Linked DNA regions of Mus musculus: region 1 is linked to region 2. Evidence: chromatin contacts called from public HiChIP or PLAC-seq data. All regions are on one chromosome and are shown on one strand. Each heading gives the region's core, a stretch centred on a gene start, on an enhancer-like site or on the middle of the called end of the contact. The rest is flanking DNA. Distances are from core to core; before and after follow the strand shown. Region 1 has its middle 12 kb from the start of Bbs5. Region 2 has its middle 39 kb from the start of Gm36174.

The links. HiChIP or PLAC-seq counts read pairs in DNA pulled down with a chosen protein or histone mark.
Region 1: a RAD21 HiChIP or PLAC-seq map of pro-B cells shows a contact between it and region 2, with 8 times the contacts expected there. The contact joins two enhancer-like sites. A contact is called at or near these places in 2 of 39 promoter capture datasets (cranial neural crest and hippocampal neurons), 1 of 15 datasets of contacts at CTCF or cohesin (pro-B cells), 4 of 484 Hi-C or Micro-C datasets (the G1E-ER4 cell line, cortical neurons, myocytes and 1 more), 1 of 115 datasets of contacts at active chromatin or transcription factors (astrocytes) and 1 of 9 other capture datasets (embryonic stem cells).

The regions. Positions count from the first base shown.
Region 1 is chr2:69,632,952-69,638,094 of GRCm38.p6, forward strand. No RefSeq gene overlaps it. Among named protein-coding and RNA genes, the nearest start is that of Bbs5, 12 kb to the right of the region's middle. Within about 2 kb of position 2,415, at least 53 of the 459 cell types and tissues checked have an H3K27ac peak or open chromatin away from gene starts, as enhancers often do. A contact at or near this core is called in the G1E-ER4 cell line and pro-B cells, where this site is marked.
Region 2 is chr2:68,780,332-68,785,854 of GRCm38.p6, forward strand. No RefSeq gene overlaps it. Among named protein-coding and RNA genes, the nearest start is that of Gm36174, 39 kb to the right of the region's middle. Within about 2 kb of position 2,235, at least 95 of the 459 cell types and tissues checked have an H3K27ac peak or open chromatin away from gene starts, as enhancers often do. A contact at or near this core is called in the G1E-ER4 cell line and pro-B cells, where this site is marked.

The DNA of each region.
Region 1 (5,143 bases), core at 1,165-3,664, 850 kb after region 2:
ACCCTAGAAGTTGAGAAGGATGGCAAATTCTCAGCCAATGTGAGGTATGTAAGCCAGCCTGAGTTACATAGTGAGACTCTTTCTCAAAAATAGTCATGTTTACTGTGCGTCGATTCTTTAAAAATAAATATATGGAAAGGGAGTTGTGTAACCACCAAATGACTTAAGCAGCATTAACAGGAATCTAAAATCCACACACAATCACAAGCCTTCCACACACTAAAGTAATGAGATTTCATGTAAGGCTGTTTCTACAATGCTTACCCAGCTCACACAAAGCCCTGAATTCTACCCCAGCATCACATAAACAGGACATTGGCGAACATCCCTGCAATCCCAGCACTTGGGTGGCGGAGGCAGAAGGGTCCAAACTCCAAGGTGAGCCTCAGCTGCAGGAGACTCGATATCAAGAAAAGCAAGAACAAAAACCATAACAAAGACTGTGTCCATCACATCCGTTTTACTGGGACATTGACAAAATGAGAAGTAGCCAAGGAAGTGACCAAAAAACGGTTAGGGGATGCTAAGCCTGGGTACATTTAGCCTGGAGGGGAGAGAAATTTACACAGTAACCTATCTACTAAGTTAGGAAAGGTGCCCACTAGTTTACTGAGGCAGCCTGAGAAAAACCCCTAGCTGCAAGAAGACAGACCTCAAATCACTGAAGAAAGACTCTGGGATCATTCGAGTTGGGAATGACGTGCCTAGAGAGGCAGGGAGCTTTCTACTCCTGGGAATCACTGAGATTGTTCCAGCAGATGTTAAATAACCGCATGTCAAGATTATTGTTGGCAGGATTACTTCCTGAGTAGGAGACTGGTCTACTTAACCTCTAAGGTCTCAACCAACTCAATTCCTGTATCCTGCTTTATAAACGATGCTGTAAATCACCCTGGCCTCATGTGTGTCTCCAGCTCCCTGCGGTTCATTACCAGGCATGTTTATATACTGAGCACTTCCCAATCATCATGGACGTCAAACATAGTTCCAAAGAAGCGTCCAGGATGCTGCTTTATGCCGTCTCACCAGCCACGGGGAAGGAGAGATGCAGACAGTGAGATGGCTCAGAAGGTTATTGCTGCTCCATCTGGCAACCGGAGTTCAATCCCTGGAACCCACATAAAGGCAGAAGGAGAAAACCAACTCCACAAAGCTGTCCCTGATCTTTGCACACCCACTGTGGCACATTTGACCACACATCACCAAGCACACATTCACAGTAACAATGTATTTACTAAAATGTCTAGTGGATGAATAGAAAAAATTTACCCTGGTTAGGTGCTTGTGTTCTCTTTAATGTGTCTGTCTGTCTGTCTGTCTGTCTGTCTGTCTGTCTGTCTGTTTTAGACAGGTCTCACACAGCCCAGGTTGTCTTCAAACTCCCTGTGTGTCTGAGGATGACCTTGAATTTCGGATTCTGCTGCCTCCATGTGCTGTGCTCTGGGAGGATGATTCTAGTTCTCACTTTCTTTGTCTCTATTTCCTCTTTCATAAGGATGGCCTGAATTCAGGGTTCTCCTGCCTCCACTTCGCAGTGCTGGTACTACAGGTGTGCACACTGCACCTCAATGCTACTTTCATCTTTTAAAGTTATTATTTTAACTGAGTGAATAAACTGTATTTGAAGAAATGGCAACTACCAAAGGGGGTGGGGTGGACTATTAAAGCTAGGACAAAGTCAGTCCCTCTGCATGCCAGAATGTGTTGTGTAGTCCCTATGGGAAGCAGGTTAGCAAAGCAAGGGGTCTGTCAACTAGGTGGAGGCTCGTGCCTGTAATCTTATTACTGGGCAGGATGAGGCAGGAGAATTACAAATGGGCTATATAATGAATCCAAAGGCAGCCTGACTGGAGTGGGAGCCCATCTTTGAATGAATGAATGAGTGAATGAATGAGTGAATGAATGAATGAATGAATGAATGAATATTTAAAACCAATTTCCCTAGAATACACTAACATACATTTGCTTACAACTGCAGGATTGCTTTACTATATAAACACAGCAGAATTAATTTAGTCCCTGATCATCTGAGAAAATACAGAACAATATAATAAAGACATCTGTAAAAGAACCGGCATAGTCCTCACAAATGCTAGGTCTCCATAAACTCTCTGAATTCTATCTGAAGTCTGCTTGATGTAGTTAACAGTGATTTTTGCATTCCAGTGTATAATCAACACTCACTCCGCTTCGTAACTGCTGTCCTAAGAACTGGCCACACGGTGTCACTATTGTCCTAGAGAAAAACTTCAACGACGCTCCTCCCCCGCCACCCTTCCTGTTGTTTTTTTGTTTTGTTTTCTTTTGTTTTGTTTTTTTCCTGTGTCTTTTTTTCCCCCTTTAAAATTAGCATTTGGGGTGGCGGGGGTGGGGGAGGGGGTGTGGAGGGGGGAGGGGAGAGCCTGGAGAATTGGCGTTGAGGTTAAGAGCTCTTGTTGCTATTGCCGAGGAGCTGATTTTGATTCTCAGTATCCACACAGTGGCTCACAATCATCCAGAACTTCAAACGTGTTATAAAAATGTACATGCTGGGAAAACACTCATGCATATAAAAATGTGTGTGTGTGTGTGTGTGTTGCCCCTGTGTCAGAGGACAACTCTGTGGAGTTGGCACCTGTTTGTGAGTACTTCCCAACTTTTCAGAAGGGCTGGCTTCAAGGTAAGCACATTTTTTCGTACTTATTTTGCCAACCCACAAAGTCCTCTTAAAAGAACTAAGTCCTGCTCATGGTGTGAGAAGGAAGTGTCAAAAAGAGTGTTTCCTTAAAGTTTTGTGGGGTTTTTTGGGGGGAGGGGGAGTTTCGAGACAGGGTTTCTCTGTGTAGCCCTGGCTGTCCTGGAACTCACTCTGTAGACCAGGCTGGCCTTGAACTCAGAAATCCGCCTGCCTCTGCCTCCTGAGTGCTGGGATTAAAGGCGTGCACCACCACGCCCGGCTCCTTAAAGTTTTGAATTAATTAACCTCCCTTTAAATTTATTTTTATTTGTATGGTTATCTTTGCCTTCAGGCATGGCTGTGGACCATGTGCATGCAATGCCTGATGAGGCCACAAGAGGGCATTTGTTTCTCTAAAACTGGAGTTGACGGTTGTTAGCCACCATGTGGGTGCTTGGTGCCAAACCCTGATCCTCCGGAAGAACTCCAGTGGTCTTCCTCACTGAGCCAGCCAGTGTGCCCCCTCTCCCTTTAAAAAACTTTTGTTAAAAAAAAAAAAGTTTCTTTGTTTGTGGGGGAGAGCTTGCTCTTCTGGCTGGCATGGGGTAATTTTTAGTTGTTGGCCCTTCTACCATTTGGGTTATCTATATCAAACTTAGATTATCAGCCTTGGCAGCAAGTGTATTTCCCCAATACGATACCCCCCCCCCCCCGAATCCCCATTTTTTGTTTGTGTGTGTGTGTGTGTGTGTGTGTGTGTGTGTGTGTGTGTTTGAGACAGTTTTTGTTTGTGTAGCCCTGGCTGTCCTGGAAGCCCTGGCTTTCCTGGAACTCACTCTGGCCAGTGACCAGGCTAGCCTCAAACTCAAGAGATTCCCCTGCCTCTGCCTCCCCAATGCTGGGATTAAAGGCTATTGCCAACCTCCCAGTTATCCTTTTAATCGGCAGAAGAGCACTATATTTTTCTCCTAGGGGTTGTGTGGGTTTTTAAATAGAGATAATATTGACATAATTTGTAGCCAAGGCATAGGCACCTGTAGTCCCAGCTACTTGGAAGGACCAATTACAAGGAGGATCATTTGAGCTGAGACAGCAAGGCTAGCCTGCAATAAATACTGATGCATGTCTCTAAAAACAAACAAACAGGGTTAGCAAGATGGTTCCAAGCTGTGGTGGTTTGAATAGGTTTGGCCCCTAAGACACATGTGCTTAAATGCTTGGCCCACAGGGTGTGGCACTATTATGAGGTGTGGCCTTGTTAGAGTAGGTGTGGCCTGGTTGAAGGAAGTGTGTCGCTGTGGGGTGGGCTTCGAGATCTCCTGTATGCTCAAGCCAGGTCTAGTGTGGCATTCACTTCTGCTGCCTGTGGATCCAGGTGTAGAGCTCTCAGCTCCTTCTCCAGCGCCATGTCTGGCTTGAGGCTGCCATGTTTCCCCACCATGATGATAATGGACTAAACCTCTGAAACCATAAGCCAAGCCCCAGTGGAATGCTTTCCTTTATAAGAGTTGCCTTGGTCACAGTGTCTCTTCACAGCAATAGAACCCTATGTAAGACAAGAGCACATAAGCATTGGCTTCGCAAGCCCGACTACAAAGCAGGAGGTTGGCTGAGAACTTTCTGCTGCTGAACAGCTTCTTATAGTTACTTAGTGTGGGAAACCACATAACAGCCCTGTGTCCTGGTGCTGCTGGGAGTTATGTCTGTCTACTATTGCTAAGGGGAGCAGCACACAACCATCTTTGCATCATCTACCTGACCATGACTCTTCCTCTTGGGCTCCACGAGGTATAAGCAAAAACCCAGAAATAAGCATACAAACAGTTTTGGTTTGTTTCATGTATAATCTCATACCATAAAGGACTTCTTATTCCTTAACTTTATTTTATGTGTATGAATATTTGCTTTCATCTCTGTGCACCACGTGAATGCCTGGTGCTCTCAGAGGCTAGAAGAAGGCATCAGATCTGGAACTGGAGCTACAGATCATAGTGATGCCACTCTATGTGGTGCTGGGAATCAAACTCAGGTCCTCTGGAATAGCAGCAGTTGTAATCACTGAGCCATCTCTCCAGCCTCCTTGTTCTCACTGCTGTAAGATCTATTTATTTTATGTATGTGAGTACACTATCGCTGTCTTCAGACACACCAGAAGAGGGCATCAGATCCCTTTACAGAGGGCGTCAGATCCCTTTACAGATAGCTGTGAGCTACCATGTGGTTGCTGGGAATTGAACTCAGGACCTCTGGAAGAACAGTCAGTACTCTTAACCACTGAGCCATCTCTCCAGCCCTCTCTAACTGTTCTTGAGAAACAACCATTTCCCCCCTACCTGCAGGAACAAAAACATCAAACCTGCTCTCACTTTTACCAGTTTAGTAGAATAAAATCGAGCAAGCAGGGCTGGACAGATGGCTCAGCAAATAAGCACTTGCTGCTCTCCCAGAGGACTAAGTTCAATTCCCAGCTCCACACTGTGCTATTCA
Region 2 (5,523 bases), core at 985-3,484:
GAAAATAAAGCCTGCTAAGAGAGCCAGGTAAGAGCAAAGCCAGACCTTGAACAGGATCCTTCTCATCCCTCAGGTTCTGTTCCACTCTAGAGAGTGTGAGACAAGTCCATTCTGCTGTTTGTTTGCTTTCAATTTCTATAAGGAGGATAAAAAATGAAGCACAGGCAGTTTAGGAAGAATATAGCCCGACAAGAAGCTGAACCACTGTAACAGAAAGCCCAGAAGAGGCACAGAAAGTCATGAGCTAAGAACTGAAGGCAAGGGAGCCGATCTCCCGAGGAAGAGTTCGCCAAAACTAAAGCAGCAAAATGTGGTGGTGAATTCCAGTATTGGGGTTCTGGGTTTGAAACAGGTGTGGGTTTATCAGTTACTCCGTCTCCTCATGGTTGAATATGACCCGGCACCAGGGTGGTCTGCATGGCTGCACTTGCTCTCTCGTAGTCTTCAGGGCTAGAATCAATGCTCTTCTCAGCAAAGGCAGCAGCTCACTTTTATCAGCTCTGGATGGGGCTGTTGAACAGACTCGGAGCCTCCTTAAGTTCCCAATGACCCCTAAAGTAGCAGTTCCTGTGAGTATGTGGTGAAACACAGGGTTGGACAAAGAGGGACCAAGGACTAAGAGACTTTACTTCCCAGCAAAGAATAGTCTATACCCAAAACAACCCCTTTCAAGAAGTCACTAGAGGCTAAAGAAAGACTGAATTAATGAAGGGGAAACAATAGTATATGCATAATGACATGTAACAACATGGAGATATTAATATTTCAAGAAGAAAAAATCCAGTGACATAATGTATTTGGAAATCAATTTTTAAGTCTGCCTTATACGGAAGCTTCCAGCAGAAAGGACATGAAACTCAAGTCTCGTGCCCATGAGCAGACACAGCAAGACAAGCTGGATTCCAGGCAATAAGGCAGAAAGATCAAAGTGGATGCTCAGCCTCTGTGTAAAGAAGATCGAGCAAGTGAACAAGAAGTTTATCACTGCCGAAGATTCAGGCTAAGGACTCTAGCTCAGTGCACCAGAACCTTAGTATGTGGCAGAGTGTCAAAGAGAATTCTTCAGGGTCACCCTGGAGAATGTCATCAAAAAGAGGAGCAACATGACTGTGGCTTCCGGGAGTGCCATCATTCTGACTTGACCAGTCAGGTTTGCAAAGAGGCTGACTCCCCCTGTGTGTAGCCAGGGAGGTAGAAAATTCAAAGGACTGAGAAGAGAATTAAGCTCGGCAAACAGCGCTGTGTAAAATGTATGTCTCTAGGCGCTCTTCTAATCCACATAAATTTGCTTATCTACGGACTGGGAGGGCCTTGAACATGAATTCTTTGAATGTTTGTATGTGCCTTCGAGGACAGGGGATGACCGCAGATGTTACTCAGATGTTTGCCACTGTGTTAGGACCTCACTACTCTCTTTAAGTCTGCCTGGCAGAACCAGTGGTCCTACTATCTCCATATAGCAAATGCTGAGATACAAGAGTGTGCACGTGAGCTGAAGAATCAAACTCCGGTCCGCCAGCTTCTTCAGGGAACACTTTGCCGATTAAGCCATCTTCTCCAGGCCTATGACTTCTAAAAGTGTTTCTCAGGAGCTGTCAGAGGGCCGGGGCAGTGAATCAAGTTAAGAATTGAAAGAGATATGCTCACAACTAACTGCAAGTCTATATGAAGCAGCCCAAGTTAGATCCATCTGAGCCAGCCTATAGTACCAATAGAGATGAAAACAAATTGTTTTGGCTCGCTGTTTGGAATCATTCTGCAGGAACAGAGAATTGAAACATCACCCCAAGTTTCAAAATTCTTGTTCCTGATTGACTAGTAGCTCTTATGGCCCATGTGTCCTCCATCTTGTGCCATCACCGTATCCGTGGGAAAATCATGAAGGATGATGAGTCTGGGAGGCAGAGGGGGTCTGGTCTGACCATATCTGGAAGTAAATCTAACACTTCCACCTGTATTTCATCAGGCAGATCTCTCTTGGACGATTGGGCCTGACCCAGGGATATCTGGGAAATGTAGTCCAGCTGTGGGTTAACTGTGTAAAGGTTGATCTCTAGATCACAAACTGACGTCCTCCCAGGAAACTTCTGAGTGTGAGGTAGGCGCAACAGTATGACACAAATATATGAACTTGTCACTCTGTTCCATTCTAATGCCCCTTTATACTTTATTCCCTGGCCTTTGTAATTATTCACCACCGGAAGTGACACCGAAGTGTCTGGGGCTGGGAGGAAACAGTCTTGTAACTTGAGACTAAGGGTGCCTCTGATCAGGAAATGGGGGCTCTGGAGACACTTTCTGTCGATCTCCCAGTCCCTGATTCATACTTCCTACATCGAGTCTACTTCTGTTAGGCATTTGTGGATGTTGTTGTCCTCCTGGCCATGCTGAAGTTGATGCTTTGGTTTATCTCCGAAGCCCTGCTCTTATCTGTCTTGGCAGCGTTTTTGCTTCCACTCCTGGCAGTTCGATGTCTATTTTAGTACTTCTTCCTCGCATGGCCCGTTGCACACGTACAGATGAGATGTCCAAATGAGCGCTAGCCACTTGCAGGAATCTGAATAAATTGCATCCTTCCTTTTCTCCTTTCTCAGTGAGACGCAGCAGGCTGAGGGTTACAGGAAGGAGCTGCTGAGGAGAGTGGGAAAATGATTCATTGTTTAAAAACAGCCCTCATGTGCACAAGGCAGCTCTGAGACAACAGCTCCCTATCTCCTGCAATTTTCCTCCTATTCTACCCCCATCCTTTATTCTCGTAGACTGTTTAGTATTAAATTTTAACCCAGAGTTCTACAGAATGCCCGGAAATTATTGTGCTGCTTCAGGGTAGGAACAGCCCCCATTTTCAGGTTCCCTTCAGTCCTTACCCTAGTTAATGGCAAATGTCTGACCATTAGCATCCGGAGAAAGACACGCCAGTTTGTCATTATTTTCTCCAGTGGCAAATAGTGATAAATGCTGAAAGGCCCTTTCCATGATGTGGTATTGTTCCTATGCTGGAACCACAGTTGATTAGGGGATAGAGGGATGCCATTTTCAAAGATACAAGTCCATCTTATGAGGTGCACTGGCCCTGGTCTCAAAATTATGGTCAAAGTTTGTGGAAGAAAGAGTATTTCCAGTCTTTCCATTTTTCTTGCTTCCAGTCCTGGCTACCTTAAGTCACTCTAGACTGGAATCTCAGATATTTGTTAACTGCTCAGAGTGTTCCTTGATGGTCTTTCCTCAGTGTAAAGAGCAGTGAGTTGATGGTAGACTCCAGCAACTCCAGTAACTGAAGTCCACATGGGCACTGCCTACTCTAGCTGCCCACAGAGGGATCTGCACAGAGCAAAGTCAGGCAGCCTCACATTGAGGTGAGGACCTGTCTCATCCCCAGCCTCCCATACAGATGCTCACACGTGAGATACCGTGGGCCACACGGAGAATGTTCTGGGAGCTTCAGTTTCAGATGCTCAGTGTTCTGTGTTTCCCCAGACCTAAACTAAGGAAGAGTTTCTCAAGGAGACACCTGCTCTCACCGCCATCTTTGTGTTCCTCCTCTCTGGAGATGCAGACAGGGAGGAAGCAGGGCCGGGGAATGTGGACGAACAAGGAAGGTGCTGGAGAAGTGAAGCGCACTTGATGCCTTTAAACCCAGGCTCCTTGAGATGAACTCCATTATCACTTGGTAAGGTCTAAAATGTGTCCTCCTCATGGTTTACGCTGGAGTTGCTTTCTTGGCTTTGTTTCCAAAATACATTTAGTTATTTTCACTTATTGTTCCTTATTTGAACCTAATTGTGGTAGCCTACAATAAAAATTCTGCACCCCATTCAGTGTACTATATTAACTAGGACTTTTTCCCTTTTAAACTAGACCTGGTTCATTTTTCCATGTCCTTGTTCATGTGCCTTGAACAAGTTATATATACACTTTAACATGGAAATCCATTTTATAAACTAAATCAGAGGACAAGAAATTTGACTCTTGTCTATCTATGCAAACCCTATTTTCCCCTCTTCTTCTCCTGTTTGTCTTCTCCTTTCTCCCCACACACATGGCAAGATGGCCTTCCTGCCTGAGTCCTGTGTTTATGTGACTTCCATTCAAATATCCATCAGGAGCTGAAGAGGTCACGTTTGTTATCGAAATTACCTAACTAATATGCCTTATGGTCCAATCAATATGGCTGATTTGATAAGCAAAGCATTTCAGGGAAAGCTCATGGGGCTGAGGTTGTGAGAAAGGATCACCCAATCTCTCTGAGATTTTTGATATGTTGCCCCATGTCACCAAAGACACAGTATTTACCATTATTGCTGCCAACCCTTTGGGCTCTCTAACTTTCTTTCTTTCTTTTTTTTTATGTTTTGTTTTCCTATTTTTGTAAGGCTTTGGGAATAGACATGATCAAAAATATATAAAATTAACATTAAAAACTTATACAAGAAAAATCCAAAAACATGGGGAAAATCAAAAAGTTTTGTCTACCCTAAAACTTAACAGTATCTACAGCCATGCCTGAGACCCAGGTTAGGCAAACGCTGGATACTGGTCTGTAATATTTCGTGATCCCAGCAGAGGGCAGGCCTCCCAAGCAAATGCCGATTCCACAGCACCTCCTCTAGAGAAAGAAGGGAGGCCAGCCTGAGCTGGCTGGTTCTGGCAAGACTACATGCCATAAAAAGTAAAAAACCTGTTTTCAAGACTTAGATGAATTATTGGCTGTGTACCTACAGTGGCTATTTGTGCAGGAGCACCCCAATATTTGTCTTTCCTTCTGAACTTCTGGCCTCTTCTTAAGGATATTATTTATTTATTTATTTATTTATCTAGTCAACAGCACACTTGAGAGTGTGACATTACTAACTGGCACCCAAGTTTTTGTGTGTCCTGAAAAGGACAGTGTTGGTACTCAGAGAACTGAAAGCACAGGTGAGCAGGCCTGATACTTTGGGTGGGGACTTGATCTGCTGTGTGGCTCTCTAACACTAAGACCCTGTTGTCCTCACCCGTGAAAGCAGGGATGACAAGAGAACCTTCCTTGGGTCTCCTGAGAATGAAGTGCCATCTCTACGGAACTGCCCACCTTCTAGCAAGTAAAACACTTGCAGTGTGATTATCATAATAAATGTCTTATCCCAGTGATATCACACCCATCCCTTATCACAGGGATATGAGCCTACATTGCTTATTATTACCCTTTTCATAATGGCCCTACCCTCTTTCCCACATGACAGGCAGTCTCTGGAGCATTACTGTAAGGTTTGAACTGTAGGGAGAGGGCACGTTTTCCATGGGACACTGATACATTTGAGCAAGTACAGAGAAAAATGGCCAACGTGGGGACTGGTGTGCTGACTGGGGGCTTGATTTTTTTAAGGGCACTTATGCTCCAGAGCCTACAAACGACACAAAAAGTCCTCATTTAAGCCTCCCTGAGCCCCTGGCACCATTTCCTCTGATGTGTCCTTCCCCCCAGAGCAGAGTGCTTCAGGGACTGGCTTTCTACACAAGGTAGCAGTTGTGATACTTAGTGTG